Linked DNA regions of Mus musculus: regions 2, 3, 4, 5 and 6 are each linked to region 1. The links are chromatin contacts, called in public HiChIP or PLAC-seq and promoter capture Hi-C maps. All regions are on one chromosome and are shown on one strand. Each heading gives the region's core, a stretch centred on a gene start, on an enhancer-like site or on the middle of the called end of the contact. The rest is flanking DNA. Distances are from core to core; before and after follow the strand shown.

Region 1 (4,335 bases), core at 1,129-3,628:
ACACACACACACACACACACACACACACACACACACACACAACTTTAAAAAGTAATAAAATACATTTAAAAAGTCACAGTATTCACCAATCTATTAAGTCAGTGGCTAAACAGTGGCACAAACTCAGGTGACTGAACTTAATGTGCTACATGGGTGTCCTTTGGAGATTAGGTTGTAAACTGGACTTAGTGGTAACAGGACTGTAAACCCAGCCTACAGGCTGGAGGTTTGCCGTGGCTGTGTATGGTGCTATGAATCCACAGCAAGATCTTGTTTCAAAAGAGAAAAGCAGGCTTTAGTCACCCATCCCCTGACACTCAGCCTTCGGCAGATTTGCTGAGGACACCAAGGATACAAAAGGATCACTAGGTGTTAAACATTCTGGCTACAGAGGTCAGTATATTCATTTAGTGAAGATACCTTGTGCACTGGCCATTCTTGTGACATGTCCACTCTGATCTATAAAACTGCAATCAGCCAACCATGGTGGCAGATGCCTTTAATCCCAGAATTGAGGCAAAACCTTAACAAAAACAAAAACAGTGCTGGGCATGGTGGCGCACGCCTTTAATCTCAGCACTCGGGAGGCAGAGGCAGGCGGATTTCTGAGTTCGAGGCTAGCCTGGTCTACAAAGTGAGTTCCAGGACAGCCAGGGCTATACAGAAAAACCCTGTCTCAAAAAAACAAAAAACAACAAACCAAACCAAAACACAACACCCAAAAACAAAACCAAGCCCGGTGTGGTAGCACAGAGGCAGATGGCTCTTTGAGTTCAAGGCCTGCCTGGTTTACGTAGCAAGTTCCAGGCCAGCCAAGGCTACAATGTGAGACGCTGTCTCAGAAAAACAAAACAACAAAAAGTCACAAAAACACAGACAAAATCATGCTGTGTCTAAATCAGGTTTGAATCTTTTGTTATACTCCAATTCAGTGATTGCAGAAATGGTGAACACTAGGCTAGGTTCTGAGAGAGCTGTCACCAAGGTCAGTGCGCACACAGGGATTTCAGGAAAGAACTGTACAATGACAAACTGAGACAAGTTTAAGTTGAGACAGAACCCGTCACTCAGAATCTTAGTATTTGTGAAGCATCAGGCCCAGAGACTGAAGGGTGCAGTATTATAACTACTGTCAGGTAAACTCCAGCCTGAGGTGGGCATGGTTTTTTTGTTTTGTTTTTTCTCCAGTCTGTGTTCTAATAACTAAGAGGAATCTTCTCCCATCAGTGCCTCCCCCGAGTTTTATATCAGTTACTTAAGTAACCTATTTAATACAGTAACTCCCGGAAGAAGACAGTATTATGGCCATTTCACAGATGAGCAAATACCGGTGAAAAATCTTACCCAAGGTCACACAGCTAATAAAGGTCGAAACTGAGGACAGTGTGGCTGCCTCTCAAGCAGTGCTGAGGCGTGCTGTGGAGCTGTTGTTACTCATTGGAAAACGCCTTTCCCCTCAGATCAGCTCAAGTTAAATACATGTCTACTCAACAACAAAAGATGTCCCTGACATATGTAGGACATTTGAACTCTCGCTAACCCCCTTTTAAAATCCACTACAGTGGCAGCATTGAGGGAGACAACCAAGATTGCAGATTCACACTCGCCACTCAGGTGAACAGACTAGATTCTCCCACCTACGGGAAAAGGCGTGTTTTGCAGCAGAAGGGGGTTAGACTTCAAAATTCTGGGGCAAGCTGATCTAGTGAGCAAAGCTGGGGAGCTCTGAGGGGCCATTTCGTCTGGAGGCTTCAAAGGGCAGCAGGCAGCTACTGGGTGACCTTCGTCAAGTCGTTTCCCTCTCGTGATGCAGTTTGTTCTCCAGACTAAGTAACAGATAACTGCTAAAGCCCTTCGCCACTTTAGTTACAAAATCGAATGGGCATCTAGAACCTTCTCTGGAACTGTAAAGCTGGGTTCAAGAAGCACCCGGGGCTAGCTCAGGACCGCGGACGCCCCTCCCAGGGGCTCCATAAGAAATAAGGAACAAAGGCCACCAAAGCAACTGGGGCGCTCGGAAGCCCTGTCCCGGTGTGGGGCACTCTGGCTCGGGTGACCCCCTTCCCCCGAAGCCCAGGGCTCGTTTCTGTCCCACTACGTGACCTCAGCTCGGCCGAGAGACCTTGGGCAGGTGCCTCCGGCGCCCCGAATGCACCCCTGCCTCTCACCGGTGTTCGGCACCTCCCGATACCAAGCGCGGTAGAGCTCGCGCACCCTCCGCTTGGCCTCGTTCAGGTCGCGACTGAAAATGGGCTTCACCGAGGTACTGGCTGCCGCAGCAGCAGCTTGGCGCAGGCCGGTGGCCGCGGCCGCCATCTTGCCGAGGAAGCCCCGCCCCTTCAGCGTGCGCACGCGCGGTGCCACGGGACTCGCTGCCGTGCCTCCTGCAGTGCAGAGGGAAGGACTGACTGGACTAGGGCTCTCTGATTGGCTGGAAGCCTCGGGCTCTGCAATGCGCATGCTCTACCGCGGAAACACCGATCCGGGGTTGGCTCGTTCAACGGCGGCGCTGAGGAACCACCAGGAGGCGCAGCGTCGAGGCTTCAGGCAGCGGTGAGGCGCTCTGTCTGCTCTTACCAAAAGTTTGTTCCTTCAGCCAGGCGCCGTGGTTGGCAGGCTCGGAGGAGAAGACCTCGGGCATAGATAACGGTGCCAGGCGGCAATGGCAGTCTTTCCGCAGCAACAGTGCGTACTGCTGAGCATATTGTGTATGTGCTTCCGGAAAACCGTTTTCTTGTAGACATGGTGTCGATCGCAAAAGCGCCTCTGGCTTGAGCTTTTTGGCGTTTCTCAGCCCCGTTTGTTTACTTACTTCATGCCATTGTTTTGAGTTGTCGTCTCACTGCGCCTGGCCTGGAACTCACTTACGTAGACCAGCCAGGCTGGCCTCAGAGCTTGCAGTGATTTCTCTGCCTCTGCAGGTTTGTGCCCACAGCACTTGCGGTTGCCTTTTTGTAAATAAATGTGTGTGGGTGTTTTGGATGTTTGTATAGGTGTGCGCCACGTGTGCTTTTTGGAGTCCATGGAGGCCAAAAGAAGGCTATGGATTCCTCTGGGACCGACGGTTATGATTTGCTTTGTGGAGCTGGGAATTGAGCCCAGGTCCTTTGGCAGAGCAGTTAGAGTGCTTAAGCACTCACTGAGGCATCTCTCCAGCCCCGCAGTTACATTTGACCTTGCACTCCACATTTCCCCTGCTTCAGTCTCCTTAGTGCTACTTCACCTAGCCTAATCATTTCCATTTTAGACTAGGGATTTTACATCCCAAACCATGGAAGCTATATCTACCTCTGTATCTAATCTATATCTATACTCTATGGTATATATCTATATATATTCGCTGCTATATAAATAAAAGCTGAAGAATTGCTGCCTAACGACATTCTAATATAGTAAGTGCACCATGCTTTTATGGATATTTTTGTGGTGATTTGAACAAACAGTACTTCCAGTCAAAGTACAATGCACACAGATATGCTCAGCACACAGCATTTAAACTCTCATGGAGGAGAGCATGGCAGCAGGCAGGCATGAGTGGCCTTGAAGCAGCAGCTGAGGTCTTACAATAGAGAAAGACTGGGCCGGCCTCTAGTCACTTCTAGTGACACATCTTCAACAAGGGCCACATACTCCAACAAGGCCACACCTCCTAGTCCTTCCCAAAACAGTTCCACTAACTAGGGACCTAGCATTCAAACACATGAACTTATGGGGCCCAAACCACCACATTATTGATTTTTGTTTTTTTCTTTTATTCTCTCCCCTCCTTTTTGAAACCTGGCTAACCTGGGACTTTCTTTATAGACCCATGTTGGATGATTCACAACTACCATAACTAGCTCTAAGGGGCCCAGTAACCTTTTTTCTAGCCTCTATTAAGCACCTGCATAATGTGGTCCCTATACACATACACACATGAACACACACACACACACACACACACACACACGCACATACAGATAAATTATTTAAAAAATTTAGTTTTTCAGACTTGTTTTAAGGTCTAAAATGTAGTCTTTTCTGTCGTGACTAGTATTTCATGTGCATATAAACCAAGACATTCTCTAGTTTTGGCCATCTACAGGTACATAGTCGTGATTCAGCGACCTTTATGAGGTTTGGAGGAGGTAGGAATTGCTGTCATGCGCTATGCCCACTCACTTGATATCACTGAGTACCCTCAGAGGCAGGCTCTGTGTCCTTTCTGTGTCCCAGCATGCTGCTGTACCCCACATGGAAGCTCAACAAACACTGGCTGGGTGAGTGGATGGCACTTGGACGCTGCTAGGCTCCCTTCTTACTTATGATTCAGAGGATAGGCTGCTCGGTGTTAAG
Region 2 (4,335 bases), core at 676-3,175, 1.9 Mb after region 1:
ACCCCTTTGGGCCTTTCTGTCCCTAACCCTGGCATACCAGGAGTTTGCCAATATTATCTGAAAGTTCTCTTCCTTCTGTCCCCCTTCCCTCTGACATGCCTTTGCCATGTATATTAGTTGCTTTGCCTGTTACAAATGCAACTTAAGGAAGGGTTCATTTTGGCGATTTGAGGGTACAGACTGTCAGACTGGGGAAGGCAGGATTCTACTCAGGTCATTTTCTCCTGTGTGTGTGTCCTTTTATGTCCATTATATAGCTGCTGACAGAAGATGTGACCCAGATCAAAGGTGGATCTTCCCACCACAAAAGATCTGAATTTAGGATGGGTCTTCCCCCCTCAAATGATTCAATTAAGAAAAACCCCTCCCAGGTGTGCCCAGCTGCCAGTTAGGTTTTAGTTAACTCTAGGCGTAGTCAAGTTAACAACCAGGAATAGTCCTCACACCTTTTTATTCAGTTTGGAGCCCAGCTCCTGGGACTGGGGGTGGGGGGTGGGGGGTGGGGGGTGGGGGTGGGGTGCTGCCCACGATTGAGACCTGGTGTTGTCTGTCCCTCCTTAACCCAAAGGAGATAGATAATCCTCTGGGTACATCCAGAGCTTTGTTTCCAAGGTGATCGGAGTTCTCCTCCGGTTGACAATCAGATTAACCACTGTCACGTGGGATGCAGGGAGTTTGTATTTCTGAGATTTCCGGGATCCTGGGGTCTCAGGCTCCCTGACAGTTATGAGAGGGAAGTCAGCCTGGGAAAGCCAAGTAAATGTCCCGTGCTGCCAAAGAGGGGTGTGCTTTAGTAGAGATAAGAGCAGCCAGGAACTGGGCCAGGGTGAGAGATGCCTGGCCCAGGTCTGTGAGTTTTCTTCCTATCATAGTGGAGGGAGGCAACACTTTTATCTTGGTCTTTGGAAACCATCCTTCCCTAGCAACTCTCTCTTCCCTATTTCTTCCCAAATCCTGGCCCTCTCTGATCCTTCTCCTCCTAAGGGGATCCCCACTGTGCCCATCCCACCCTTGGCTTGTAACTCTTTAGATACTGGGCACCCCATTCTCCATGACAAATCCCAAGGAGAGCCCAGGCACATCCTAGCTGAACAGCCAGCTTGGCTACACCCCTTCTGCCAGCGTCAATATTTCCTGCACTGAACTGAAACCGCTCGCCAGAAGGAGCGAGGCTCTGAGCCAGTACAAAGGGAGAAGGAAGAAACACCTCCCCCTCACACACACCCCCCTCCCAGCAGATTAGGTGCTGCCTGCGCCCCGGCCCTGATAGCTCCTATCTCTGCTGAGCCACGCAACCACCCTTCTGCTGGAGCCACAGGCCATTTGGTTTTCCCTCTGCCTACGCCTCAGTTCTCATGCTGCCTCTACCCCGCAGCGTCTCTAGAAACACGTTCATTTCGCTCCTAGTAAACCTCCCTGCCTGGTCCCATCCTTGTTCATCATCTACTGTTCCCAAATCAGCAACAATCAATTTTGTGCAACACAAACCTGGTCATGGCTGTTAGCCTAGCATCCTTCCCTGGGGCCTGCGCTCTTCCTCCGGGTGCCCATGCTGCCCGGATTCTTCCAGCCCGTGGCTCCCATGGAACTCTTTGGCTGGGCTTGCCTTGGGGGAAGGGTCACTGTGTATGAGGCTACTGTCCCACAAAGGCACCCACTACACCCAAAGCATCGACTCAAGGGATGCCCTAGTCCTGCGCCAGGATTCTGGCAGAGACTCAACATCTGACCGTACATGTTTGTGGGACTAATTGATTCTGGGCTTCCAGCACGGTGAGGCTGCACAAAAGGGGGCCGGTCGTGCCTGGCACTACGCGCAGGGTCCTGCTGTATTGCGGGCGGGGGAGCTCAGCTGCAGCACCGGGACCTCGGGGTCAGTAGGCAGGGGCGGGGAAGCCGGGGCCGCGCCCTCCTGGCCACTCCCCGGCCGGCGGTGGGTGGCGCGCACTCGCTTATGTCCTCCGCGCCACCACGGTCGCCCACCCCGCGGGCCCCCAAGATGAAGAAGGACGAGTCTTTCTTGGGCAAGTTGGGCGGCACACTGGCAAGGAAGAAGAAGACCAGGGAGGGTGAGTGTGCCCCTGCGTCCCTTTGGCGCCAGCCGGGTGCCAGCGGTGTCCCCCGTGTGTCCGCTCCCTGCCCGCCTCGGCGGCGCCAATGAGCCCTCCTGTCGCGCTCAGGCTACGCGACCTTTGGGACAGGCCGGTCCCTGTCCGTAAGACATTTGCAGTGCTGGCCCAGTGCATAGGACGTGCGTTCTGCTCTGGACACAGGCCTAGCAAGCTACTGTTCCTGTGCTCATCCTTGTCGTGTGACACTCTCGTCACAGTGATTGGACACATGCTGGTAGAGAGGACCGGCTACTGTTTGCGTGATGCCTGCAAGCATGGCTCCGTCCCTAAGCTGGGAGTCAATGAAAGGGCACAGGACACACAGGCCAGGAGCCTGGGGAAGCCTGGAACCAGTGCAAGGGCAGGGGGCGGGGGGGAGGGGCGGGGGGGGAGGTCATGCCCCCTGCGCAGGAAAGTAATTTTAAAACGACTTTTTACTTTCAAAACTTTTAAAAAACAAAACTGCAAGGGATGTAACTTCTCCGCCTCTGGCCAGAGCCCTAAGGTACCGCAGTTCCCTCCCCTCCCCTCGCAGAAACATTCCTGAATTTTCTATTGTTTTGTCCTGGAGGCTCTTGCCCTTGGGCTGAGATTCCGGCAGCTCACGAGGAATGGGAGGGGCTTTCTGAGAAAGGACAGGTAGAAAGAAGCTTCAGAGACAACACTTCCTGGGGACCCCCAAGTTAGGGTGTGCTGAGGGTCTCCTCCAGCCACTGGAGCCACACTGACTCCCAGAAAGCCTGGGCCTCCAGGGCAAGCCCTGCCTAAGAGGTGACTGATAATCACCCTGTGGGCCCAAAGGACCGGCGTGAGGTATTTACTCATAAAGGGACCTCCAGGTCCTAAATTATGGGCAGACTCATTCTGGCCTTTCAAGGTGTCTTGAAAGGCAGGGCATGTGGGGAAATGCTGAACTTCTTTGATAGAACCGGTGAAGACACTGTGGGTCCCACATTCTGCCCAGACTTGCCTTCCCAGGCCTTCAACCCCAGAATGCCCTTTACCAACCTAGATTGTCCAGGGGGCAGGCAGGCCTGGTCTTCTTCCTAGGGTTTATTGCTAATCAAATGGGCTCTTCCCCTCTCAAGTCTTCCATTCCAGACCCTTCAGGTTGGCCTGCATCTCCATCAGTATCCTAAATGAGACCGAAGTCCTTGTCTCCCTTGGTCACCCACTGTTGTCTTTGGTTTCTCAGTGCCGACGTTGCCATCCTGCCTAGAAATCTATTTTCTTTTCAGGAGTTAGGACAGTGGCAGACCTGAGTTCTTTCCATCACCTGTTTTGTTTTGTTAAATTTTGTTTTTGTTTCTTTGTTTTTATTTTTAGTTTTTTTGAGACAGGGTTTCTCTGTGTAGCCCTGGCTGTCCTGGAACTCACTCTGGAGACCAGGCTGGATTCAAATTCAGAAATCGGCCCGCCTCTGCCTCCCAAGTGCTAGGATTAAAGGTGTGCGCCACCACCGCCCGACAGTTTTTGTTTTTGAGCTGGCGTTTTGCTGTGTCTGGACTCAGCCCTGGGTTCAAGTGATCCTCCTGCTTCAGTCTTGCCTGTGTCAGGAACTGCAGGTGTGTGCCAGCCTTTTGTGGCTTACCATATGTGTGACTATGATGTGGCGTGGATACGTCAAGGCCTTGGAAAGAAGGGGAGAGGCTCAGTCTTCCAGGGCCCTGGGAATGGGCGCCACAGTGTGGAAGCCTATGGGAATCCCCATGATCCTAAGCTGTAGCTGTCAAGAGGGCCCGGGAATGGGGGGTGGCGATGTTGGAGATAAAAACCTAAGAAAGAAAATCTTTCATAGAAAAGCATGCTTAAGAGTATGAATGGTTACAGCTGCTGTGTGTTTCATGTGTGTGTACACGCGTGTACAGGCCAGAAGTCAATGGTGGGTGTCTTCCTCGGCTTCTCACTATTATCTATGAACCCATCATCTATGTATCTACCATCTATGTATCTATCATCTATGTATCTATGCATCTATCTATGTATCTATAATCTATGTATCAATGTATCTGTCTACGTATGTATGTATATATGTATCTATCTTCTTTTTTTTAGATTATTTATTTATTTATTTATTTATTTATTTATTCCATGTAAGTACACTGTAGCTGTCTTCAGACACACCAGAAGAGGGCGTCAGATCTTGTTACAGATGGTTGTGAGCCACCATGAGGTTGCTGGGATTTGAACTCTGGACCTTCGGAAGAGTAGTCGGGTGCTCTTA
Region 3 (4,335 bases), core at 891-3,390, 1.2 Mb after region 1:
GGTAGAAGGAGTGCAGAGTCTCAGCCAAGTTCTTTCTTGATCCCTGAGTGAGGGGAGGCCTCAGGTCTTCCACACCCCCAGCCTTTCACCCCAGGTCTTCTGGGGGACAAGCAGGCCCAACCTGAAGCCTGGCTTGGTTGTTCCTCTGCTTTGGCATGGAGGGACCAACCCCCACCTGTCAAGCTGTAAACCCCTAGGGAGGTGACCCCAGTGGATGTTCCTGAAAGTGGGAGGGAGTGTGAAAACACCCCCAGTCTTTTCTGTGGAGCCCTCTGAGGTAAGGAACCAGAGCTGATTGCCTGCTTGGTGGGGGAGGGTGGCTCTCTACAGGCAGGGATGCAGTCCTGCTGAGCATTCCCTCTGGGCCTTGTGGCAGGTCTCACTGTGGTGACTCAGCTTTGTCTGGAATGGCTCAGGAGGGCCTGGGGAAAAAAAAAAAATGGGTATCCCTGACTAGGCCACAGCAGCCCAAGTGAGAAGGGACAGGACACTGGTGGAGTGCAGTGGCCTGTCATTATCTTCTGCACCCCCTCAGGGAGCCAGGTGCTGGTGTTTCTCCATGCCTGCTTTCCAAATCAGACAGCTTAGGTGGGGAGTCACCTGACCAGGGAGAGTGCCCCTGAGTGGGGTCCCAGGGCATTCCAAAAACAAACAAACAAACAAACAAACAAAGAAGCCCAGCCCTTGCAGCATCTTGGGTACCCTCTTATCGTCACTAATAAATGGGGGTCCAGTTCTACCTCAGCACTGGCCTGAGATCAAGGCAAGTCTGCAGAAAGTAGCAGTGCGGAGGAGGGCCCAACACCACGTGAGCAGAGAACTTAGTGACAGGGAGTAAGTAACCCTCTGTAAGGAGGTGCCACTGACAGATGAGCCTCGACCAATGATGTAGTAATATCTGATAATCAGACTGAAGTAGAGAAATCACTTAATACTCCACCTACCAAACCGGTCACTACAGCTGCTTGCCCTGGGGCTGACGGCCAGTTATAACCTCACGGTATTGCCCAGGACCATCAACAATGTAACACTAGCACAAGGCTGGCTCCTCCTCTTTTACTGTCCCACAGGGCTAAGGATTGAGGCGCCTCCCAACCGCCAGCATGCTATAGTGAGCTGCAGTACAGCCCTACGTATAGGCTTAACCAGGAAATATCTGGCCCATACACAGTGTGGAACTAGATCAAAGAGGGTAAGCCTACCCCATTGAGAGGCACCGGGGAATCCTAGCTTTTGGACTCTCCCAGTCACCTGAAGGCTTAGTGGGTCTCAGATAGGAGGTGGTGTCCTGTGAAAAACCAAGCTCTTGCTTCGCAAAAGACCCTCCGCCCAGCCTAGCAGCTGCTGTCTTCATCACCCAAACCCTGTTCTCCGACGGAAGAAGCCGGGCACCCCGTGGAAGCCTAGCTCAGGTGAAGGATGGAGCCATTCTCTCAAAAGATGGGGGAGACCTTCTAAACCCTCTCTTAGCGTCGTCTCCATGTCTCAGGGCCTCCATTCTCTTTAGTGTACAAAGGGAGACCTGCTACTCACGCCGTGGGAAACAACTCCACAGAGTTCTACGGACTAAGCAGAGCTGCACAGAGCTGACTGAAATGATGCCGGTGTAGCTTGAATCTAACAGGAGCTCCTGCATCCGCCGGAGCCTCAGTTTCCTCATCCGTAAGTGGAGTCGCGAGTTCTACTCTTAATATATCAACCGAGGCGTTGGGATGCTGCGAGCCAAGCGCATGCCGGTTTGCAGGTCCCTGCGCATCCTCGGCGGGCCCATAACCCTGCAGGATGGCGGCACAGGCGCATCTCTCGGCCTGTACCCTTCTGACTCCCAGGTACATCCTGCTCCTGAACTTATAAGTGGCTCCCCTTCAGAGCTGCTGAGCTGTGCTCCCCACTCGACCGCATAGCCTGCCCGCAGCCCGTGCCATCTCGTACCTCGTGCTCCAGCTTGTGCAGAAGGCGGCCCCATAGTCGCTCTGGGACTCCCGAGGCGCGCAGCGTAGGGCCGTGCAGCGACACGAACTCGTCCAGCAGCCGCGCGTTCAGCCTCTCGGCGCGGCCGGGACTGCCAGGCTGCGGCCCGGACTGGATCTCCATAGTGCTCGGAAGAGCACGGCGCCGCCCACCGCAGGATTTAAGCGGACGGCGCGCACGCGCCTGCGTCCTGGGTTGCGAGGTTCCAAGAGTGCGCACGCGCGCTGGGGGCGTGTCTTCTCCATTCATCCCAGGACTGCCGCGAGGGATTCTGGGAACGCTGCTTAGAAGCCCCAGAGAGTCAGAATCAGGAGAGATTGTCCTCAAGGAGCCGGTGAAGCTGAGATGGGGAGGGGGTCGGGAAGAGGCAGAAGGTGCTCCCCCTTGCGCTGGTTGCAATCTTGTTTCGCCTGAATTTTTTTTTTAATTTTAGTTTAAAATTTTTATTTTTTTATTTTACGTGTGTGAGTGCTTTTATTTTACGTGTATGAGTGTGTATGTAAGTGCATATATGGCTCATGAAGGTTAGGAGACTGCGTCAGGTCCCTTGGAACTGGAATTACACATGGGGTGCTGGGATCCAAACCGGGTCATCTGCAAGAGCAGTTAACTACTAAGCCATTTTCCCAGACTTGTTTTGTTTTATTTTGTTTTGGTGTGTGTGTGTGTGTGTGTGTTTGTGTGTGTGTCACAGCGCACTTGTGGAAAGCAAAGAACAAAACATTGTAGAGTCTGTTCTCTTTCCATTTTTATCAAACGCAAGTCATTAAGATTGCATGGCAAATGCTTTACCACTGAGCCATTTGCTAGGGCTTGGTTATCATCATCATATTGCCACAGGGTCACATTCAGCTCAGACTAATCTGACCAAGAAACTCACTTTGTTTCGAAGGCTGGCCTTGAACCCTTCCTCCCTCCACCTGTCAAGCATTGGGAGACACCAGCGTGTGGGGATCCTAGTTATATCTCAAAGGTGGACAGATCTTTCTAGGGATTGGAGGAGCCTTCTCAGTCCTTGGAATGCCTTGTTGAATTCAAAGGTTGTGATAACTTGGTGTGCCATCAAAAGGGTTATTCCACAAGTGCAGAGATCAGCTTGCCTCTGCCTCCCAAGTGTTGGGATTAAAGGCATAAGTTACCACCTCCAGCCGCTTTCTTGCTTCCTGTCTATCGAGGAAAAGAGAGCCCTAAATTCAGAGAAAGACTCTGTCTCAAGAAATTAAGCAGAGAAAGGCAGATGAGGATACCCAATATCTTCTTTTAGCCTCCACTTGCACATGGCACACTCCCTCCCTGTATGCATGGACTCATATACCCACAAGCCCTCAACAATCAATCAATGACTGCATGGATCATTTCATCATATAATTTGCTAGATGGAGATGAGATAGAGGGTAGTTTAAAATTTTTTTCAATAGATGTATGTGATGGTTTGAATATCCTTGCATAAGAGAGAGAAACTGTGAGGACGGGGCTGGGTGATTTTGGGAAGTTCGCCAAGCAGCTTCCAGCCAGCAACACAGACTCTCTTCAGCTTTCAGAGAGTCTGTGTGTATTCTCTGGTGGAATTACCTTACAACAGCAGAGGTTAGGAGAAGTTCTGGGTGTTCTAGATCACCTGGAACTGGAGTTATGGATGTTTGAGAACAGATATGGATGCTAGGAACTGAATCCCAGTACTCTGTGAGAGCAGCCAGTGCCCTTAACCACTGAGCAACCTCTCCAGCCCCCTTTAAGGATCTAATGCTGCCTTCTCCGATTGCTGACTCTATGAATAAAGCACAATTTTAGAAGATTCCATCCCTGTCCCTGGTGACTGGCAAGTATCACTAACCCTGGTGCTCTAGTTAGATAGCCTAGTGTTGGCTGTTTGCCTCCACCCCAAGGGCAGGGGGCCACCATGGGCTAGGAAACAGCAGCGGCCTCTTTCTGGATCCTAGAAAAACCTCCCTCAGTTTTACCTAGCAAATTGAATCGATTTGTATTCAGACTTTATTCAGGCTTAAGGCACTTTGGACTTTTTTTTTTTTTTTTTTTTTTTTTTTTTTTACCCTGGCAGTGTCTCACTATATAGCCCTAGCTGTCTTGAAACTCACTATGTAGAGCAAGTTGGCCTGGAACTCACAAGAGATCCATTTGCCTCTGCCTCCCAAGTGTTGGGAATCAAGTTGTGAGCCACTACACTTGACTAGACTATGGTATTTATTTATCAGTCAGTCGGTCGGCCTATCTATCTATCTATCTATCTATCTATCTGGCTTTTTTGAAACAGGGTTTCTCTGTGTAGCCTTGGTCATCCTGGAACTTTCTCTGAAGACTAGACCAGCCTCTAACTCAGAGATCTGCCTGCTTCTGCCTCTTAAA
Region 4 (4,335 bases), core at 1,148-3,647, 1.2 Mb after region 1:
AAACCCTCAGTGGAGTCCAGAAGAAACCACTGGGGGGAGGGGGAGGACTAAAGAAGGGAAACAGAAGAACTAAGCAAGAACAGAGAGCGAGAAGAGCAACACGGGAAGTCCAGGGCCTTGAGTGACAGGCATTCCAGAAAGAGAAGTGAGGAAACGAAAGACGAGAAACTGTTAAAAAAAAAAAAAAATTCAGGTCTGAAAAGTAACAATGAGGCCTTCCACACTGTCAGGGCTGTGGAAGCCAGGCATGATGGTGCATGTCTGTATCCCCAGCACTTGAGAAGTCAGGATCATGGGTTCAAAGCCAGCCTGGATTATACAGGAGACTCCAAAAATAAAGATTAAACAAAAATGGGAGCTGGAGAAATGGCTCAGCAGTTAGGAGTACTAGCTGCTCTTCCAGAGGAGCTGGGTTCAATTCTTACAACCATCTGTTTGTTTGTTTGTTTGTTTGTTTGTTTGTTTGTTTGTTTTGAGACAGGGTTTCTCTGTGTAGCCCTGGCTGTCCTGGAACTCACTCTGTAGACCAGGGTGATGTCGAACTCAGAAATTCACCTACCTCTGCCTCCCAAGTGCTGGGATTAAAGGTGTGCGCCACCACGCCCAGCTCTCACAACCATCTCTTAACTTTAGTTCTAGGATGTCCAAGGCCCTCTTCTGACCTCTGTGGGCACCAGGCACAGACATGGTACGCATACATATATGTGGTAAGATACCCACACGTGTAAAACAAAAAATAAAAAGGTCAGGTCCTTTGATTGCTGGCTCAGTGGACTAAGTTTAAACTCACATAGGAGGCTGTGCTTGTAAAATTTCAAATCTTTGCAGCCCAAATTTACATCCACAGGCTGTAGCAAGAAGGTAGTAGCAACAACAGTCGAGTGCGCCAGAGATGTATACAGTTGCATACTGATGTCATAACACACAGCATGAGGCCGCTGGACCACAACCCACTTCCAAGGATCTGAAGGACAGAGGGACTCTGGCAAGAGCTCTAGGAGGACTAGCCAACCTAGACAAAATGAGCCACTGAGAGGGAAGATGCTTCAGTTAGTTTTCTGTTTCTATCACTGAATGACATACTGGGCCATTTATATAGAGTACAAGTTACCGTCCTCAGGGTTGTAAAGTTCAAGGTCAGAAGCTGCATCTCACAAGAGCCTCCTTGCTGGTGGAGACTCTCTACAGAATCCAAGGGATGTAGGGCTTCATCTGACAAGAGGGGCCCTATCCGAGAACCTGCACTGGCTGGCTTTGATACCAGACCTACACTCAGGATAACCGATGGATCTATTCCTGAATGAATCGTGAATGGATAGGGGCCACACCGTGAATCCTTGGGACATAGTCACCTCAAGGTCCACCTGGTCCCACTTGGTTTCACCTCTTGATTCTTCACAACGGGGACTAAATTTCCACCATAGATCCCCTCCCCCAGCTCCCTCTCCCCCTTCCCGGTGACAGTCAATCCTTTGCAAATACACAATAGGACGTGAAACCTATCCAGGAGGCAGACAAGGGTACGCCAGAGGGGCGCAGAGAGACTGAAAAGCTGTAGGCACGTACAAGGCATGTAGAGCCGTTGCCGCAGGGATTGGCAAGGCTGCAGAGGTGTGCTGAGAGATGTCTCAATCAGACCGCCTTCGGCTGCTGTGCTGCTGGTTAAGAACAGGAAGCCCGGGACTGGGACGATACCTTAGTGGGTCGCATGCTCACCTTTACCTTGCAGACACCAGGATCTGAGTTTCATTTCCAGAACCTGTGTTAAAACCCTGGGTATAGTAGTACACAGTTATAATCCCAGGGCCCAGGAGGTTGAAACAGGCAGATTGGTGGGGCTCCTTGCCCAGCCAGCCTACTCTAATTGACTCACAGGAAGAGGTTGAGGGCTGCCAGCAAGTGGGTGTGGCCAGGCATAGCGCCTAGGGCCTTACTAACACAAGAGGCAGAAAGCGGTTAGTTTTGTTTTCCTTTATTTTGGGCAGTGCTGGGGATTGAAACTCAGGGGCCTTTGCGTGCACAGAAAGTACTCCACAATGGAACTATATCCCAAGTCCCTCATTAAAACAAACAAACAAATAAACAAACAAACAAAAAACACAAAATACGGATAAGATGATAGGTAGAATTCAGCCAGGCACAGTGGGGGGGGGGGGGGGAATATAATACGCAGCTCAGACTGACTGCGAGCTCACTGTCATCCTCCTGTCTCGGTGTGAAATACAAACATGTGCCACCTCTGTGGCATTCGTTGTCTGCCTGTCTGCGATGCATCTCTCCCCTCTGTGTCCAGGCCCACGATGAGGAGAGAAAAAAAGAGGGGTGCCTGGTTGAGGGCGGGCCTGGGAAGGCAGGGTGCCTCCGGGTGCGGCGCAGGGCGGGGCGGGGCGAGGCGGGGTCAGCGGCTACCAACCTCTGTGCGCAGTGTCCTTCACGGAACAACCAGCGACTGCGTGAGCGGGGCTGTGGGTACGTGAGACCCTGACGGCGGGGAGCCAAAAGGGAAACTGAGGCCAGGTCCAAGCGGGAGGGACTCCTCCCGAGGATGTGCTGCTGAGGCTGAGGGTGTTTGGCCTTTGGGGACAGCGGCCAATGTCCTGTGCCTACCTCGGTGAGGCAGGAGTTGGCTGCTGCAGCTGGAGGCAGCTGGGCGGGAAGAGGAGATAGCCTCTGGCTGCTGGGAATCCTGCTTCCCCTGCAGAGGAGTTCTGGGATCCGTGGGAAACCGAGACTATGCAAAGCCCAGGAGCCAGGATTTGAGCGGCAGCTGCCTAAGCCTGCTTTGAGATCAAAGCCTGCATGTGTGGTGTGGACGCTTCTCCTGCGTAGTGATTTGTGAACTTGGGTACTGCGTGTGTGTGCCTGGCCGTCTCAGGGCTGAGACCCGCCAGCGTCTAGAAACTCTTGATAGTGGTAGGTACCTGAGGGGTGAGGCCGACAGACAGCAGGCTTGCTTTTTAAGCTTTTCTCTGATCGGAGTTTTCGGCTTCTGTTTGTGTTCCCCTTGTTAGGGGGTTGTGCAAGCGGCGCCTTGAAAGCCAGTTTTGTTTGATAAAGTTGCCACTCCGCCACGCCATTTCCCCACACCCCAGACCTCATGGTGACCAGTTCCTGCCGGTCCTAACTGACCTGTTGCTGGCGCGATGATTACTTTCAGAATGAGAAAAGCTGGCAAAAGGTATAAGGAGGATTTGCAAGTTCGTTAAAAACAAAAAGTCCTAAAATTCCTCGGGACAGAAACGGCTTTGCTGGAAGGAAAGCTCAAGGATGGGAGGAGCTTCACGCAGTGGACGGAAGAGGGCGTGGCCGGCTCCCTTCTGTTTCTGGGTCATAGTCTCTAGGGAAGCCCCAGGGCAACAGGTACCCCAGGCCCATTGGCTCTGACCTAGCTTCACAGATAGCAGCCTAGGAGAAGGAGGGCTCAGGCATCCTTTCTGGCTGTCCTACTAAGAGGTGGGGCCCGAAGCTCTATGGAGTGATGGTGCTAAGTATGGAGAGGGCGATGCTGTTGGCCTGTGTCCATCAGACACTGAGAAGAGAGACAGCCTGTGGACCTGATCCTTGCCCAGGGCATTGTATCCCAAGGGAAGGTGACCGAGAGTGGCCGAGTGTCATTGTGGATGTAGAGATACCAACCTGGAATGTTCTACAGTTTCCCCATCAGTTTCTTTCTTTCTTTCTTTCTTTCTTTCCTTTCTTTCCTTCTTTTTTTTTTAAAGATTTATTTATTTATTATATGTAAGTACACTGTAGCTGTCTTCAAACACCAGAAGAGGGCATCCGATCTCATTACAGATGGTTGTGAGCCACTGTATGGTTGCTGGGATTTGAACTCAGGACATCTGGAAGAGCAGTCAGTGCTCTTAACCCCTGAGCCATCTCTCCAGCCCCATATCAGTTTCTTTACCTGGAAGGTGACACTAGCAATAAACCCTTTCTGGGGACTGTGGATCAAAGAGAGGTGGCTGACCCCTGCCCTGTGGCTGCTGTGGGGAGTACATGAAGGTTTGACTGAGTGAGTGAGTGCCTTTGAGTAAGGCTTGGCTCCTTTACTGAGGCCCTGGGGTGGTGACCATCGAGAAGGCCTACTACCATACTCTCCTCTGTCTAGTCCTTATTCTTCTGTCCAAGATGCTCTCTGGAAATGAAAAGGTAGCCATCTCCTCCTCCCCTAGAGGAAGCAGCTGAGTGGTCCCTGAACTGATAGTCACAACCCTGGGTGGAGTTTTCCAGGGAGGTCTTGGTGTTCTGTCCTTCCTTCCTGGAACACCCCAAGGACCCTGAGCAAGCTGGTGACAGGGTGAAGCTTAGGATGTTACATGTCTTCTAGAAGAG
Region 5 (4,335 bases), core at 1,176-3,675, 1.2 Mb after region 1:
TTCAATCCCAGCACCCATGTAGAGACCTGTGTGGCAGTGCTGGCTTGAACCTCTGTGTTGGGGAGTCGGGGACAGTGAGATCCCTGGCATGGCTGGCTAGCTCCATTAGTGACTGGCAGGTCCAGTAGAAGGTATGCACTCCACCAACTAAGCTATACCCCAATCCCCCATTCTTCAAGTTTAAGGCAGGGGGTTTCACTATGTACCCCAGGCTGGCTGAAACTCTCATTCCTCCTGCCTCAGTTTGTAGAATGTGGATTGCCGGTGCCACTGCACCAGACTCTACCAGTATTTGTTAAACAAAGGATCCAAAGACAACTCGAGGCCAAAACTTGGCTTGAAGTCTGTGTCAGCTGGATCATAGACACAAGTGATCTCAGGCACAGAAGGCAGTGGGGTTATGAGGATCCAGAGGTAGCTGTGAGCAGCACCTGTAGATTGAGGCCACTAGAGAAGAAAGGGGCAAGTCCCTGAGTATGGTCCTCTCAGGGAGCAGGGTGCATAGCCTAGTGGCTCAGGGACAGAACACGGGATCTACATGGTGAAGGAGAAAACTGACCTCTGAGGGTTGTCTTCTGACCTTCACACACATAGTCCCCTCTCCAACAGAATGAATGAATAAATGTTTCAAAAGAAGGGAAGAGAAGAGCAAATGTGAGCCCTGGGGACAGAAGGTGGCGGTCCCCATTGTCACCACTTGTATTACTTCTTGCATCTGACCCAATTATGGAGCACTAACAGGAAGGCGCACTCTTATTTAAGTGATTTTGCCCCATTTCCCTTCATTTGTCTCTCTTTCTTTTAATTTATTTTAGACAGGGTCTCTTGTACCCCAGGCTCTCCTGGAACTCACTGGAAAACTGTGTATGTAGCCTTGAACGCCTTGGCCTCCCGGCTTCAACTTCCCAAACCTGAGATGACAGGGGTATCAACACACCCAGTTTTTCTTTGTAATTTGAGACATGGATTCTCAGCCTGGTGGTAGTAGTGGTTGGTGCATGCTTTTAAACCCAGCACTAGGGAGGCTGGGGCTGGCACATCTCTGTGAGTTCCAGAAAAGCCAGGGCTACACAGAGAAGCCCTGTCTTGAAAAAGCAAACGAACAAATAAACAAACCCCTCCAAATAATGAATTCTTGCTATATTGCCCGGAACCTACCCAACTTCCTAGTCTCCCCAGCGGCAGGCCGTTCAGGGATTGAGTCACTGTGCTAGCCTCCCATTTGATCAGCCTGTTGCCTTGGGGATCTTGCAGGCTAAATATTTTCACTCACCCCCTCCCCTGGGCCCCTAAGTCCCCATCTGACCTCAAACTGGCCTCCTTCCTCCACCTTGTCTACTGTTTACAGAACGCATCTGCTGACCGGTCAGGTCTTTCTGGACTGTGAGACCCCTTGTCACTGCCTCTCTTCTCTCAGTCTCAATTTTCTGCAAATTCATCTGCAAAATGTATTGGCAGAGAGGCTTCAAGGTCCCCTGCCCCCAACTCCAGGTTGTGACAATCCCTGATGGCTAATGGCCAAAGATCAGGGTTCAATTTGCTTCTGGGCTTGGAGGTGACAGAAGGACCACAGAACTGGAAAGATCTGAGTGGCAGGATTGGAAGGCCTCTAAGATTAAATTCTGCCGAGGACCTTCTAACATGTGGGGGGAGGGGCTGCCTTCCCGTGTCAGGAGAAGATTTAAGGAACCCCAAATATCACCACCCCTCTCCTGACAGGAGAGGGAAGAGTCCAGCTGACTACTTGACAAAGCACGCAGTAGGAGGCACCTGCCCCAGATTCTGACCTCTGCTATCCCGAGAGGAGCTGACTTGGGATAAACAAGTTTTGTTGTTGTATAGATAGTGGTTACTTTGTAATTCGGCCAGTGCTCCATCTTTACTCACCTCGGAGCCCCTGCTCCAGGGCACTGGAGACTGAACTCCTCCCACTTCACCTGTAATTCTAGATTTCACCTCCTACCGATCCTCTCCTTCACCCTAAGTCTTCGCCAAAAGGAGGGCTGGGAGAGCTCCCTATACACCGGGAGAGAAGAGAGAGGGGAAAGGGGGAGATTTGGAGGTGCAGTGCGGAACTTGTAGCAGGCGGGAGCAAAGGGAAGCCACAGAAGCACCAAGCCTTTAGGAGTACTATGAGGACCAAGTAGACAGCCCTTGCTAAGGTTTGGCCGCGGCGATGGCAGAGGCGGCGTCTGCGGAAAGCACACTCGCAGACGCACTGGCGGGGACACAGTAGCAGGTCTACAGGCGACAGAGGAATGTCTGCAAGCTAACGACTTTAAAACAGGGGTTCTGTAGCTACTTATTGGGACCGGGGATTTGGAGCCCCGGAGGGAGGAGTTAAAGGGGCGGGACGGGGAGGGCGCGGCCACCTATCAGGGTCCAGCCCGCCGCTCACAATAACCCGCCTCCAGCCAGCGCCCCCGACTCCGCCACCGGCGTCCCAGCCGAGAGGGTGTTCGGGCAGTTCGCCCGCCGCTACGCCAGCTCAGCTTGGCAGGTAAGCGTCTTGCAGCCCTAGCCCAAGTTGCTGGAAAGTTGGGGACCCGTGCCCAAATCCCTCGGTGGCCCCGGCTCTGAAACGTCCCCTCTGCGTCTGACACCCCAGAAGGTGCTAGTCTGGTCCGCGTGTCTCGCTGTGCGTCCATGCACTGGGGTGGCCCTTGTGTCCTGGTTCTAGGGCGCGCTGAGCAAGTGGCCTTCGTTGTCGCTGTGCCCTGGTTGTCGAAAACTTAGGGGGAGCAGCTTGAGACCAGGGCGCGGCACTGCCACAGTAGGGCGGCCAGGCTGAGCCCGGGCCGCAGGCGGAAGATGGCGTCGGCACCTGTCTCCGCGAGGACCGGAGAGTTCGCATCTGTCCCTCCCTCGGGGATCCTGGGATTCGCACCGTCCCTGCCGCGACCTGGTAATTCACACCTGTTCCCGACAGAATCCAGCTTCGCATCTGTCCTCTCTGGGACCCGGGGATATAGGTCTTCGAGGGGCAGCAGAAGGGCCTTCTTAGGCGACCTGGGTAGTTCAGACCATCATTTCCCCGAAGCTCCTAGCCACCTGCCTGCGCCCAGGCGCAGGGACTGGGAGTGCATCCGAGGGGCCGGCAAGGTCGCCGGTGTACCAGCCACAACCAGCACTGGGGGTTCAATACTTGTGTCACTTTTCCACCTTGTGGCCTTCAGGATGCGGATGCAGGTTGTTTTATAAACTTAATTGCTGTTCTGAAGTGTACTGAACCACCCCTACAAAGTGTTGTTTATTGTTGTTGGCGTTGATGCAGGTGATAACACTGTTACAGGGGTTTGGAGCCAGCTGCAGCTCTCAAGAAGGCTGGTCTCCTACCTACTTTGGGGGATGGGGGAGTTGTCAGTGAACCTTAATTTTAACCTCAGGGAAGCAGGCCTCATTTCAGATAGGCTTATGTCCCAACAGCTACATAGAGCTGGCTCCTTCAAAGCCTGGAGGGCTTTCTTAGAGGCCACACCAACCTCTCTACCTGTGACCTACTTTCTGTTCTGACTGTGTAGCTTTCTACAGGCTCCTCCACCATTCTGGACCTCAGTTTGTTGAGTTTGTAAACTGCGTTGTGGTTTAGCCTGGTGGGGAGGGACCTTTCCCAAGAAGTGGCTGAGTAGCTCGGCAATGCTACCTTGATTTCCACTAGGTTGGGGCATGTTTACTGTTGCTCCTTTACAAGTATACACCTAAGGGTCACCTGGGGTCCTTGGCTGCTTTTGGATCTAGTGTCCTGCCTAGGGCAGGTGGCACTCGTGACCTCCCAGCCTTGCCCCTCCCCACATCTCTCACTCCACCCTGCCAATTTTCTCCCCTCTATACTCCAGGATTTGAGACTTTCTTTGTTTTGTTTTGAGGCAAAGTTTCATGTAGCCTAGGCTGGCCCCCAGCTCACTATGTAGCTGAGGATGGTCTTGAAACTCCTGATTCTCTTACCTTCACCACCTGAGTTCTAGGATTCCAGGTATAGTTACTGTATCCAGGTTATTTGTAGCTGGGGATGGAACTCACAGCTCTGTGTATACTACCATTGTTTTCTTAAGTAAGGCCTCACTATGTAGCAGAGGCTAGCCTCGCATTCTCAATCCTTCGGTTTGCTTCCCTAGTGCTGACTTTTAGTCTGCTTTCTGTTGCTAATAAGATACAGTGCATTGGGTTGGGTTATAAAGAAGTAAAATTTATTCTGGCTTGTGATTCATGTGGGGTTGAGGGCCATCTTGGGTGACTCCCTTTTGTTGGCAGAAGACATACATTGTACATTTTACCCACCTCTCAAAGGTCCGGCCTCTAAACCCCACAGTGAGGTTGAGTTTCCCCTTTAAATAC
Region 6 (4,335 bases), core at 830-3,329, 1.1 Mb after region 1:
AAGCTTTCAAGGTCAACAATCCCTTGCCATATAGTCTCAAGGCAGGCAACCTCTAGTTGGATTCCCTTTTGAATGACTACAGAAGGATAAGCATTAGACAAAGGGAAACAAGAAAAAAGGAAGACCAGAAGTACTCTAGAGATTATGAAAGAGGGAAATGACGCTGCCAAGAAGAACTTGCCCAACATAAGAGGAAAAGGACCCAAGCCCAGGCAAGCAATTCTGCTGTTAAAAGTGGCTGCCACCTTGCACACATCCCATCTGGTTGGGAGAAAGTAGTAGTCACTCAACTGAAACAGCCACATGGCACCCATGAGCCAAAGGCAACATTAATCCAGTCAAATGACATTAAACACACCAAAATGACCAACGTCCCCTGGCTCGCACTCCTTGCAGTCCACTGCAAGGACAGCCCTCACACCTGGGCTGCCCATCCCCACCATGAACTCAGAGGACTTTTCCAGGCCACAACGTCCAGAGATCAGAACAGCAATAGACAGTCCCTGCTTACAGGATGTGGACTGCCCAGTGGAAAATCGAGAAACACAAAAACCATGTACAACAGGATGGCCCCTGAGGTAAGACACACTGGCCTGAAGAATGACAAGAACCAGCCAGGTGAAGAACATTCTAGGAGCTGAGAAGCACATGTGCAAAGACCCTAAGAAGAGGCAGAAGGCAGAACATAGGCATTTGTCTCTGCATTCCATCTCTATTCTCGCCTATACATCCTAGGAAAACCTTCCTGAGGCTCAAGTCAGATACCACCCCATTCTTCTGCTTAGAAATCTCCAGATTCCCATAGCCCAGACAACTAAGACACAGACCGCTTCTGTGAGTTTTATAAATAAGTGTGCAGCTCTATATACATTCAGATACTAAAGTTGCTCCATGAAAGCCCTGACTAAAAGAATCTCTCCTTTATGGCCCACAAGGCTGCCACACCCAATGCTTAGTTCACAACTCTGGAGAGAGATGGGATTCTGACTCTGCATACTGAGAGTAATCCAAGTTCAAATCTTGACTCAGTCACTTACTAGACATGTAAGTTGAAAGATTTCTTTTTATTTATGTATTCATGTGTGTTTCTCTGCCTTGTGTGTGCAGGTGTCTCTAGAGGCCAAAGGAAGGACTGGATCTTCCAGAGAAGCTGTCTGCTGTGGGTGCTGGGAACCAAGCGTGGGTGCTCTGGAAGAGCGTCAAGGATCTTAACTGCTGAGCTGTGTCTCCAGGCCCCGGGCAGGCACTGACAACCTCTCTGGCCCTCTATGTACAATCACAACCCTGACCATATAGAATTGCAGTAAGAATTGGAGCCTAAATATGCACGGCTACATACATACATCCAGGCTGCTCAGGGTCCCATAGGAAGAGCTCTGCCTCAGGTATCTAGACAACACCCCTCAACACAGCAGCTGGCTTTTCCCTCCAGGACTTCATTACAAATAACTCAAAATAGCCCACTTTCCTTCCAACAACCACTACCCCACTGACCCACACCATCGTGTTCAGACCAGTAGTCACACCATAAGGCCTCTAAGAATTGTATTTTAAATACCCACTTCCAAAGAACATGGAAGAGAGCAAAAAACTTGGGTGTGCTAGGGAGAATAGAGGGCACTGGAATGTCTCTCTTTTCTTCTTTACATGTATTTGTTTGTCTGACTGTCTATTTCTTTGGGAGCTACATGTATAGAGACAGAGGACAACCCGATGGAGGTCCTCCCAAGCACCTTTCCCTGTCTACCACTGCCAAATGCCCCAGAAAGCTCTCACGCACAGGGCACTTGCTGAAGAGGCACACTCAGACTGAACTGGTAAGCTGGACTGGAAACAGAAGTTGACAATGAGATAAACCTGAACTCATGTTCATGTACCCCAACCTTTTATGCCCCTCTACCCCGCCTGTGTCCCCTTTCCTCTTCTACATCCCTACATCCCTTAGCTCCGTGAAACACCAGGCAATCAAATGAGATTGCTCAATCCTGTTCCTAGTTAACTAAAAGAAGATACTACACAGTGACTGAAACAATCTGGTTCAAAGGTCAGAACCCCAAGAGCCTGTAGGAATGTGCCTCAGGTATGCAAGCCAGGAATCCTCCCCGCACCCTCCCTGAACTACAGCCGAACAAGAGCTAAGCCAGGCAGCTGCAGGCCTACAGACCAGCGAAGGCAGCAATGTTCCTAAGCCACTCGGAGCGGAAGCACTGACTTCAGAGACACCAGCCTTGAGCCATTCTAATCAACAGTGGCCCAACCCCTGCATTCCAAAGAAACACTGCAAGAACTCAAATGAGTCTTTGAACTTACTGTCCAAACTCCCACAGCAGACACATTTGGAGGTACTACTATAGGAATCGAATCGCTAACTACAGGAGTTCAATTCCCACATCCCACAAGGTAGCAGGAGAGAACCAACCCCCAAGAGTTGTCTAACTGCCACAGACAAACTGGGGCACGTGCATTTCTGCACTCACACAAAAATAAAATATACGTTTGTGTTAGAGATACGAATTTTTTATCCGGGGGGGGGGGTGGAGGGGAAGAACATATATAAGCTTAAACATCCATGATCTAAAAATAGACAACCAAGGAGCTGGGTGAGTGGCTCATCCCTGTAATTCCGGTATGCCAGAGGCAGAAGCCAGAGAACCGTCCCAAGTGTGAGACCAGCCTAGTCTACATAGTTCTAATGCCATCCCACATCCCAGATTCTATAACACAGTGGGACCCCACCTCAGTAATAGGAAAGAAGAGAGAAGGGGAGAGGGAAGTGGGAGGAAGAAAGAAAGAGAAAGGACAGTCAGTATAATTCTCATCTTAAAAAAAAAAAAAAAAAAAAGCAGTAAGCCCAGTGCAACCTAGACAGCCCCTCCGCACACAGAGAAATGATCCCCAAGCCGCAGGTCCTCACCAGGCCCCTTTGTAGATTCCATAACCATCCGCTTATACCACTGCAAAGCTAACGCCTGGGCTCCATTTTAAAAAGACAGAGCATCCTCAGCAAATCCTCTGGGAAATGAGGAGCAGTACACTAACTAGAATGGCAGGCAGTCCTGGAGAGGAAGGCGAAGTGAGGACAAAGACTGAAGGTGGGGGGCAGGGGAATCTTGGAGGAAGAAACGCAGGAATGTGCAGAGACATTAGGTAGGCAGAGGCCATTCTACAAGGCTGGGCTTTATTGTGAGGGCTACCAAGAGCCACTGAAGAGCTGTACTTTCAATCCTCTGACCCTTCTCTTCTCCACTGCTGACAATGAAGACTGGGATGGCCTAGGAACCACTCTTTTAAGAAGAGGAGTGCAAGAATAGCAAGCCAACCAGTCCTTCAGGCTTTAATAGGCAAACACACAGCCCAAGGGCTCCCGACATGTGGGCTCCTCCGAGCCTCAGTTTCCTTGTCATCTGCTCAGAGGCTCATATGAAGCTGGCTGGGTACTTGGAGCAAAGTGGAGAACCCCTATAGGGCAGACGGTGGCATTAGAAAGACCACAGCATCCCACCCAGGCCCAAAGCAGAGCAAACATTCCACTTCCTGGGAATGGCAAGCCTAGAGACTGTCCAGACCTCTCTTTGACTAAGAACAAACACCGCTACTTACACAGGCATGTAGCTGGCCAAGAATAGTCAGAGCATGGAGGAGCCAGGTTCACTCACCCCACTATTAGGCCCCTCCTACCCAAGGTAGCCTCCACACAGCCACATCCCCAGCCTAGGAGCCATCCCACCTACCCAGACACAGAAGGTTTATTGTACCCTCACTTCTCTGTGCTGGCTCACCTCTGGAAATGAGACACTACCCAGGAGCCACCAACAAGGATGTCCATAAAGCCTCTGTGTCCAGGGCTCTGTGCAAACCTGAGTAGGGAGAAAGCCCATGTACATCTGGTCAAGCATCACCCTCCCCTTTATAACTTGCTACCCTATGACAGGGCCCTGCCATCAGGGGCTAAAGACATTACATGAAGCACAGGAAATAAAAAGCAGCCAAGAACACAAAGACACCCAAATGCCCAGAACCACAAGTCCCAGACCAATGAGAAAAATTTCCCTTAAAATTCAGAGAACACTTTAGTAAATGGTCCTGAAACAACTAGCTCTTGTTTCAGGGACACAGGCCTTCTATACATCTCCCACCATAAACACAAGTGGCTCAAATGGATCACAGCCCAGCTGTAAAACCCAGACCTGTAAGACCTGGACAAAATGTTCATGACCCTGAATTAAGCAAAGATTTTACATCTGAAACTTAGCCTAAGATACACAAACCTGCAAACATCCTCTTCATCAAGTCCTAAGTGTCTACATTTTAAGGCAAGCAGACAGGACAATGGCT

Evidence for each region. Promoter capture Hi-C pulls out the DNA fragments that hold promoters and counts their contacts. HiChIP or PLAC-seq counts read pairs in DNA pulled down with a chosen protein or histone mark. Capture Hi-C pulls out chosen DNA fragments and counts their contacts.
Region 2: a contact with region 1 is called in a promoter capture Hi-C map of embryonic stem cells, with 2.6 times the contacts expected there. The contact joins the promoter of Parvb here to the promoter of Ndufa6 in region 1. A contact is called at or near these places in 1 of 39 promoter capture datasets (embryonic stem cells) and 1 of 115 datasets of contacts at active chromatin or transcription factors (pancreatic cancer cells).
Region 3: a promoter capture Hi-C map of hippocampal neurons shows a contact between it and region 1, with 6 times the contacts expected there. The contact joins the promoter of Ttll12 here to the promoter of Ndufa6 in region 1. A contact is called at or near these places in 11 of 39 promoter capture datasets (the 3T3-L1 cell line, 3T3-L1-derived adipocytes, the C10 cell line and 7 more), 1 of 15 datasets of contacts at CTCF or cohesin (large pre-B cells), 2 of 484 Hi-C or Micro-C datasets (the N1E-115 cell line and bone marrow-derived macrophages) and 8 of 115 datasets of contacts at active chromatin or transcription factors (T-cell acute lymphoblastic leukemia, astrocytes, bone marrow-derived macrophages and 5 more).
Region 4: a contact with region 1 is called in an H3K4me3 HiChIP or PLAC-seq map of pro-B cells, with 4 times the contacts expected there. The contact joins the promoter of Tspo here to the promoter of Ndufa6 in region 1. A contact is called at or near these places in 6 of 39 promoter capture datasets (3T3-L1-derived adipocytes, the HPC-7 cell line, cranial neural crest and 3 more), 3 of 484 Hi-C or Micro-C datasets (LSK cells, myeloid progenitors and peritoneal macrophages), 13 of 115 datasets of contacts at active chromatin or transcription factors (T-cell acute lymphoblastic leukemia, astrocytes, bone marrow-derived dendritic cells and 10 more) and 1 of 9 other capture datasets (embryonic stem cells).
Region 5: a contact with region 1 is called in a promoter capture Hi-C map of liver, with 3 times the contacts expected there. The contact joins the promoter of Bik here to the promoter of Ndufa6 in region 1. A contact is called at or near these places in 11 of 39 promoter capture datasets (the 3T3-L1 cell line, 3T3-L1-derived adipocytes, HPC-7-derived erythroid cells and 7 more), 9 of 484 Hi-C or Micro-C datasets (cardiomyocytes, cerebellar granule neurons, cerebellum and 5 more), 14 of 115 datasets of contacts at active chromatin or transcription factors (astrocytes, craniofacial prominence, differentiating embryonic stem cells and 9 more) and 1 of 9 other capture datasets (liver).
Region 6: a contact with region 1 is called in a promoter capture Hi-C map of liver, with 2.2 times the contacts expected there. The contact joins the enhancer-like site here to the promoter of Ndufa6 in region 1. A contact is called at or near these places in 6 of 39 promoter capture datasets (cranial neural crest, fetal liver, hippocampal neurons and 3 more), 4 of 115 datasets of contacts at active chromatin or transcription factors (astrocytes, embryonic forebrain, embryonic midbrain and 1 more) and 1 of 9 other capture datasets (liver).

Annotation. Positions count from the first base shown.
Region 1 is chr15:82,351,913-82,356,247 of GRCm38.p6, forward strand. It overlaps Ndufa6 (NADH:ubiquinone oxidoreductase subunit A6), which reads right to left and starts at 2,379. Exons shown (of 3, transcript NM_025987.3): 1 at 2,169-2,379. The coding sequence starts at 2,316.
Region 2 is chr15:84,230,118-84,234,452 of GRCm38.p6, forward strand. It overlaps Parvb (parvin, beta), which reads left to right and starts at 1,926. Exons shown (of 13, transcript NM_133167.3): 1 at 1,926-2,069. The coding sequence starts at 1,955.
Region 3 is chr15:83,593,017-83,597,351 of GRCm38.p6, forward strand. It overlaps Ttll12 (tubulin tyrosine ligase-like family, member 12), which reads right to left and starts at 2,141. Exons shown (of 14, transcript NM_183017.2): 1 at 1,933-2,141. The coding sequence starts at 2,094. It overlaps Gm52182 (a long non-coding RNA gene), which reads left to right. Exons shown (of 2, transcript XR_003951515.1): 1 at 1-277; 2 at 1,321-2,430.
Region 4 is chr15:83,561,176-83,565,510 of GRCm38.p6, forward strand. It overlaps Tspo (translocator protein), which reads left to right and starts at 2,398. Exons shown (of 4, transcript NM_009775.4): 1 at 2,398-2,469.
Region 5 is chr15:83,524,437-83,528,771 of GRCm38.p6, forward strand. Bik (BCL2-interacting killer) reads left to right here and starts at 2,426. Exons shown (of 5, transcript NM_007546.2): 1 at 2,426-2,500.
Region 6 is chr15:83,442,507-83,446,841 of GRCm38.p6, forward strand. All of the region lies in intron 1 of Pacsin2 (protein kinase C and casein kinase substrate in neurons 2), which reads right to left. Among named protein-coding and RNA genes, the nearest start is that of Pacsin2, 20 kb to the right of the region's middle. Within about 2 kb of position 2,080, at least 48 of the 459 cell types and tissues checked have an H3K27ac peak or open chromatin away from gene starts, as enhancers often do. A contact at or near this core is called in liver, where this site is marked.